2 separate regions of the Sus scrofa genome follow, and region 1 is linked to region 2. The links are chromatin contacts, called in public Hi-C maps. All regions are on one chromosome and are shown on one strand. Each heading gives the region's core, a stretch centred on a gene start, on an enhancer-like site or on the middle of the called end of the contact. The rest is flanking DNA. Distances are from core to core; before and after follow the strand shown. Region 1 holds the start of ZFX (zinc finger X-chromosomal protein). Region 2 overlaps EIF2S3 (eukaryotic translation initiation factor 2 subunit 3).

Evidence for each region. Hi-C and Micro-C count contacts between places; a contact is called where the count stands out from the background.
Region 1: a contact with region 2 is called in a Hi-C map of skeletal muscle, with 4 times the contacts expected there. The contact joins the promoter of ZFX here to the enhancer-like site in region 2. A contact is called at or near these places in 2 of 5 promoter capture datasets (fetal liver and liver), 15 of 47 Hi-C or Micro-C datasets (alveolar macrophages, brain, embryonic fibroblasts and 9 more) and 1 of 2 datasets of contacts at active chromatin or transcription factors (alveolar macrophages).

What each region holds. Positions count from the first base shown.
Region 1 is chrX:20,218,732-20,222,485 of Sscrofa11.1, reverse strand. ZFX (zinc finger X-chromosomal protein) reads right to left here and starts at 1,674. Exons shown (of 8, transcript XM_021080656.1): 1 at 1,534-1,674.
Region 2 is chrX:20,144,212-20,147,743 of Sscrofa11.1, reverse strand. EIF2S3 (eukaryotic translation initiation factor 2 subunit 3) reads right to left here. Exons shown (of 13, transcript XM_003134980.6): 2 at 730-1,181; 3 at 121-184. The coding sequence starts at 798. Among named protein-coding and RNA genes, the nearest start is that of EIF2S3, 16 kb to the right of the region's middle. Within about 2 kb of position 1,268, at least 81 of the 83 cell types and tissues checked have an H3K27ac peak or open chromatin away from gene starts, as enhancers often do. A contact at or near this core is called in alveolar macrophages, brain, embryonic fibroblasts and 7 more, where this site is marked.

The sequences.
Region 1 (3,754 bases), core at 425-2,924, 74 kb before region 2:
GGAAAACAACCGCATCGAGGGCACCCTGACAGTCACGTGTGACTTCGCTAGAGTAAAAATAAAATGTCTTGGGGTCCCATTTGCAGTCATGAGTCCAGATCCCTGGCCCGCCATCCGCCCCGACGTCCCTCAAGTAGCTACAAGCGCCAGGGAAAGGCACGAGGCCGTGGGCGCTAAGGGACGAGATGGCCCCTGCACCCAGGGGCCAACGATGGCCGCCTGCGGCAGCACAGCTGAAATGCAGCGGAAGCAGCAGCCAGTCACGGGGCTGCGGCAGGCAGGCAGGGCAGGAAGGTGGCGCTGCCGCCGAGCGCCAGAAGCTGGAGCGACCATTATGGCGGCGAGGGCAATGGCCGCTGTGGGGAGCGAGCACGCCCCCTCCGCGCGCACACGCAGCCGCGCCGGGCCTTCGGAGCCCGGCACCGGATCCGCCGGCGCCGCCGCCGCCCGCTCTCCAACCCCCCCTCACGGGCTGTAGCGGAATTTTCACTTCAGACACCGCCTTCAAGATGGCGGCTCCCCCTCCCGGCAACCCCCTCAATCGTCCCCTGCAGCAGGCGCCGAGCCTCCGCCATCTTGTCCCCCGTCCCTCCCCCCCCGCCGATATTTACATAGCGAAAATCGGCCCGGCCGGCCTGCGGCCTTCACCTCACGCCTGCAGCCTTCGCCTCCTTGCCAGGCCTTGCCCCCGCGCGGTGCCCCGGGCCGGCCGCGGCACCGACCCGGGGCCCTTCAGCCGCCTCCCGAGGCACCGAGCGACCCTCCCCCAACCCGCGCCCGTTTGCGGAGCGCGCCTCCGCCGCCGCTCGGGGCAGCCGGGCTCCTCCCCAGGCCTAACTGCGGCCTCCTTGGGGCCTGCTCGGCGCCGCGCGCCACACCACCCGGCCTAGCGCGGAAGGGCGCCACGCGGGCCGCCGACCAGGCCGGGACCAGGCCCCTGCGCGCGCTCTAGGCCCCACGGCCGCGGCGGCGCCCGGAACTCACCGGACGGGCGTGCGGGCGGTCGGCGACGGTGGCGGGTGCTGCAGGCCGGCCTTTCTCTGGAGCACTGGGCCGGGCTCCGGCTGGTGGGGCGGGCGGAGGGAGGGAGGAGGGGCCGAGCTCGGAGCTGACAAAAAGCGGCCCAGCTCCCCGGCACGGGCCCGCCGTCAGCACGTCACGTCACCGCCCGGGAGAGAGACCCAGGAAAATGCGGAAGGGTAGATAGGCCCCCTCCTTCGCCCGGTGTGTCCCCCTGGCGCCCCGGTCGGCGCGCTCACGCCCCGCGACCGGGGAGCCCAGTGGCCTCGCTGCGGCGGGGTCTCCGGCGGCCGGAGTCTCCGTGACAGCGCCCCCCTTCTTTCCACCTCCTCCGCGCTCCCGCCCGCCGCCGCCGCTACACACGCGCCGCTGCCGCCGCCTCGGCCCTAAAGCCCGCGCGGGGCCGCGGTCCGCCGACCCCGCGGAGAGGCAGGCGGCCCACACCCGGCCCGGCCGCCCCCCACCATCTCCAGTGGGCCGCGGCCGCCCCCCGGGCCCTCCCCGGAGACCTACCGCCTCTCCGCGCGGGTCCTAGCCGAGGCGCCTGCTCGAGTTGTTTGCAGGCCCTCAGACCCCCGCCCGCAGTAAATGTGTTTTCTTCATTCCCGTGGCTGGAGAAGAAGATAAATTTAGCAACCCCCGCCGTCCCCTGCCTTCGCTATAAAAAAATAAAAAAAAAAAAAAAGATCTTTGAAATAAAATGAAAATAGGCTTGCCAGTCTAAATGAGTGTGTGGGCAAGAGGAGGGGGAGAAGGGTTATCCTAGAGCACCTATTAAACCGTTTAATTTTTTTTTTTAATAATTGTTCAATCAGGGAACCTGATTTTATTAGTTTACGGGGTGAAAAAATAAGGAAAAATGTTACATTTTGAACCGGTTTCGCACATTGCAATAAAGAGGAATTTGGAGTGTATATTTTCTCTGTATTTCAAAGTCGGGGAGTCTATGAAGTATGTGTTTTGTGTAGTTGTTTTATAAATAATGAATTTTTCACATTTAATAAATACAGAGAGAGGTAGCAGAATTGGGAAATGAATGTTTTTTACAAACTACTTAAGCTTTTCAAAGTTTAAGAAGACTTAGAAAAATACGTTTAAGTAAAACATCTATCAACTCCAAAAGTGTGTATTTGGCATTTTCAACAGTGAAACTTTTATGCTTTTTCCATATTGAACTTTGAAACCAAACTGTGACTAAAACTTACTAGTTAAACGTTAAATAACGTATCCTTTACATTCATCCGAATCTTACATGCTTTATTCCTTATTCAATTCACTAAATGTTAGGTAAAGGTATTTTTAAACAGTAAAGAACACAAAATTTATAAAGCAAATAGCGTATTGGTGTGAAGTCTCTTTAAATACAGAGGCCTTATATTTTAGTTTCCTGTCACAACTTTTTAAAAACTCCCAGAATGCAATTGGTCTTTTCCTTCAGACCTCTTACAATTATAAAATTGCTTTCAAAAAGAAAAAGCAAAGGTACAGTAATAAGAAATCTCTGAGAATGTACTTGATGGTAAATTTCCTCTGAAGGCTTTTACCTTGATTTTTTTCAAGCGATTAAATGATAAATGACTTGTCTCCATCAGTTATAGAAAATTCCACTGCACTGTGACATAGCCTGTATTCACAGAAAGGTAAATAAGACTAATTTTTTTTCAAGTGAAAAAAAGTGAGAAATAACTTGTATACCCACACTAACATGATTTCAAAATATTGATAACCAGCACTTAAGTACTTTCCTAGCACCTCCATTTAATGGTATGGCATGTCAAGAATGGGATCTCCTCAACCATGCTACTATAAGCAGCATGAACACAACCTGATGTCATCATTTTTGTTCCAGAATTACCACCAAACACTTTTTTTTTTTTTTTTCTTTTGTCTTTTGTCCTTTTAGGACTGCACCCAAGGCATATGGAGGTTCCCAGGCCAGGAGTCCAACCAGAGCTGTTGCTGCCGGTCTACACCAGAGCCACAGCAATGCCAGATCCGAGCTGCGTCTGTGACCTACACCACAGCTCACGGCTACGACGGATTCTTAACCCATTGAGCACTGCCAGGGATCGAACCCACAACCTCATGGTTCCTAGTCGGATTTCTTTCCACTGCACCACGAAGGGAACTCCACCATCAAATACTTCTAAGTCCGCTAGCATGTAAGAAAAAAGAGCCAAGGATCATAAACAAGAAAGATTTTGCTCAATTTAAAAAAACCAGGAGTTCCTGTCGTGGCTCAGTGGTTAACGAATCTGACTAGGAACCACGAGGTTGATAGTTCAATCTCTGGCCTTGCTCAGTGGGTTAAGGATCCGGCTTGCCATGAGCTGTGCTGTAGGTCACAGAGGCGGCTCGGATCTGGCGTTGCTGTGGCTCTGATGTAAACCAATGGCTACAGCTCTGATTAGACCCCTAGCCTGGGAACCTCCATATGCTGTGGGTGCGGCCCTAGAAAAGACAAAAAAAGTAAATGAATAAAATAAAAAAACAGATGTAGTTTAGATATTGATACTTCAAAAGAGCCTTTTGCCATTACTTTTCATCTGTAAAGAGACTGTTAACTTTGATAGGAAATAGGAAGGAAAGGATAGCCTAGTTCTATTAATTATATTCAATAAACCATTATTTTTTCTTTCTTTCTTTCTTTTTTTTTTTTGTCTTTTTAGGGCCACATCTGTGGCATATGGAAGTTACCAGGCTCGGGATCAAATCGGAGCTGCAGCTGCCGGCC
Region 2 (3,532 bases), core at 19-2,518:
CAACATGTATTACCTGAATATATGCATCTTCACGTAATTCAGATAATCACACACAGAGAGAGATTAAAATTATTTGCCGGAGATTAATCCAGTCAGGCCTCCAAGTTATTCTTAGCTTACCTATGTTAATTGTGGCTTGCCTGCTGATCACTTCATGTGAAAGTGGTGTCAACTTGGTAACATCCTGCAATCAAACATTTTTCATTTTAAATCGCTGAACATGGGACGAATCACAATTTTGACATTTACATTTGCTACCTACATCTCGCCACCGTTTGAATAGCCCTCTTCCACTTCTAAAGCGCTTTTCCTGTGCAAGCAATCTCCGACAGTGACGACTGGGAAGCCCTAAAAGTCCTTCGTTGTTACACAAGACTACACCTCCACTGACAATGGGAAATGTGAAGGCTCGAGATCCCCCCAACCTTGAGAGCATTTGCATTAAAGACAATGCAGACACTCCCTTCCCAGACCTTCCGAAGTGAAAAACACCGTGACTTTCCAGCCCAAGCATTCGGGGGGGCTCCAGGTCCACGACCTTACAGCCCCATGCCCAGCTCGCAGGCTGGTGGAGGCGCCCGGGGCGGCGCGAGCACGCCGGGCTTCGGGGCTCCCTCCCAAATCCACGCTTCCGACAGCGTGGCACTGCCTTGTCTCAAAACCCTCCCGGGAGGCCTGGTCATCCCCACTCCCGGGCACACTCCACATCCTCCCAGATCAATGCCTTACCAAAGTCGCGAGATCCTGCCGAGAAAGATGCGGCTGCCCTAAAGTCACACCAGCCTCGCCCCCCGCCATCTTGCCCGGAGAGGAAGGAAGTGGCCCTGACGGCGGCCTGGCGGTGAGCAGGCCCCCGCGTGCGGGGCGGGGCCGCAGAGGCAGGAAGGCCGACTAGGGCTCAGGCCTGGGAGAGGAGGATGGTCGGCGCAGCGGAGGCCTTGCCGCTTAGACTTCTATCTTGATGAATTTATATTGTGCCTGCCAGCAGGCTGACTAGAAAACACCAGGCGAAGTTTCGGGATCTATTCGTAGCCGTCCTGTTGGATATTTGTGCAGGCAACGCTGAGGGCAGCCGCACGAGAGGCCCCTTGCTGGCGGGTGATGCAACCGACGCGCGCGCGCGGACGCGGGTGTAACCATATCCGTTTCTCGTGGGGGTGGTCCAAAGAGTTGCCCGGAACCTGAGAATTTTATCGGGGGTGTGAGGATAGACAGTGGGAAAGTCCTTCTTTACACATTCTATGATTGAGTAAGCCGAGATCGGCTCTGGGTCCTGCTGGTCTGTGATTGGGGCTCTGGGCCCGGAGGTGGGGGCCCGCTGAGCTGGCGGGCGGTAGGAAGGGCGCCCTCGCGCGGACGTTCAACCCAGAGATGGGAAAAGCAAAGTCTAACTTGTTCTCAGAGAGGTTTCTAGAGCCAGGGAGGTGGTCCATGGTGGCGCTAATGGAGTTAGCACGGCAAAGAAGCTGAATGTCATGAGAGCGCCCAAAGGGGTATCTTAAAGAGGCGACCGAGCAAACCCACTTCTTAACTGGAAAGGTTACCAATAAATCGGTATTTTAAAAATTTTGAATTTTTGATACTGACCCTTTTTTAATCCTGTTAAAAAGAATTCCAGTAAGGTTCGTTTCTCCCCATGAAAATTTCTACGCTTTGCAAATTTTCTATCATGTACAGGTATTCATTTCTAGACAGGAAAAAAAACGTAAGGAGAGATGAATAAGAATTTAGGTTATCTGTGGTCATTGAATACTTATGTAAGGTTGAAATTAATATGTTTTCTATCCCCTAAGTTTCAGGTACAGCAATTTAGCTGAAATAGGTAAAATTTCAATAATTCATTAGTTAAGTGATGGTAGAAACTGTACAGTATATTGCATTTGGGTGGAGGCATGTAGTTCCTAAGTTTATAATTGGTAATTTAGAAACTAAATGCCTCCATGGAAATATAACTTCTAAATTTTTAAGTTCCTAAGTGTAGAATTTATCTTACATTCTACACAGTTAGATGGTACCAGCCAATTCAGGAAACCCGTTGAATAAAGATGTGGAATTAGTGGTGATAGTTCCACAACTGCAAATGTAATTTAAAAAAATTTTTTTAATTGTACTGTTTAAAAGGGTGAATCTTGAAGTTCCTGTTGTGGCACAATGGGATTAGTGGCATTTCTGCAATGCTAGGATGCAGCAGGTTCAATCCCCGGCCAGGCACAGTGGGTTTAAGGATCCAGAATTTCCACAGCTTTGGTGTAGATTCCAACTGCTGCTAGGATCTGATTCCCTGGCACAGAAACTCTATATGCTGCTGGGCAGCCAAAAAATAAAAAGGTGTGTGTGTGTGTGTGTGTGTGTGTGTGTGTGAGAATCTTGACCTCCTGCCTTCTGAGATGGCACCCACTCTATCTCTCTCAATAAATCTACTTCTTACTTATCACTTTGCCTCTTGCCAAATTCTTTCTGGGCATAAACATAAAGACATAAAGAACCTGAACTTCAGAACAAAGGCACCCACCTAGGTAGAGGATGGCAACTTACTTATGGCTGAGTACAAGATTCCTAAAGTACCACCCTACTACCTCACCACTGATTGATGGTAGTCACATACCTTGCAGCCTTCAACCCATATTTTGCCTATAAAAATTTCTCCCCCCCCCCAAACAATTGGGGAGCTCAGGGTTTTTGAGCATGTGCCACCTGTTGTTCTTGCTTGGTCCTTTCTCTGCTTCAAAGAGAAAAAAAGGGGGGAGAGGGTGGCTTATGGTATGCGAATTATATCAATAAAAATATAAAATTTGTTGGTAATAATACATAATATGCTTTACTGTTGGAAACTTATTGGGAGTATAAATGTCACTGAAAATCATGCCATTAGTAAGAATAATATTAACATTGACATGAACTTAACAAGTATTAATTTTTATTTAAGTCTCACAACAATCTAATGAGGTATATACTATTATTCCCATTTTACAGGTGAAGAAACTGAGTCTTAAAAAGATTAGCTAACATGCTTACAATTCCACCGCTAATAAGTAGCAGAGCTGGGATTCATAGGCAAATACAAGTGTACTCTTTTTTAAGAAACTGACTTGGTATTCCTGCTGTGGCGCAATGGGATAGGTGGCATCTCTGGAGTTATGAAAGGACTGTTCGATCCCCAGCCTGACACAGTGGGTTAAGGATCTGGTGTTAAAGCAGCTCCTGCAGCAGAGGTCCCAAAATGTGGCTCAGATCTGATCCCTGGGCTTGGAACTCCATATGCTGCAGGGCAGCCAAAAAAAGATAAATAAGTAAATAGTTTTACTGAGATAAATTTGCATATCATAAAATTCACCATTTTTTGTTGTTGTTTTCTTACCGCTGCACCTGTGGCATAAGGAGGTTCCCAGGTTAGGAGTCAGTTGGAGCTGTAACTGCTGGCCACGTCTTTGACCTACATACCACAGCTCATGGCAACACTGGATCTTTAACCCACTGAGCAAGACCAGGGATTGAAACCGAGTCCTCATGGATACTAGTCAGGTTCGTTAAC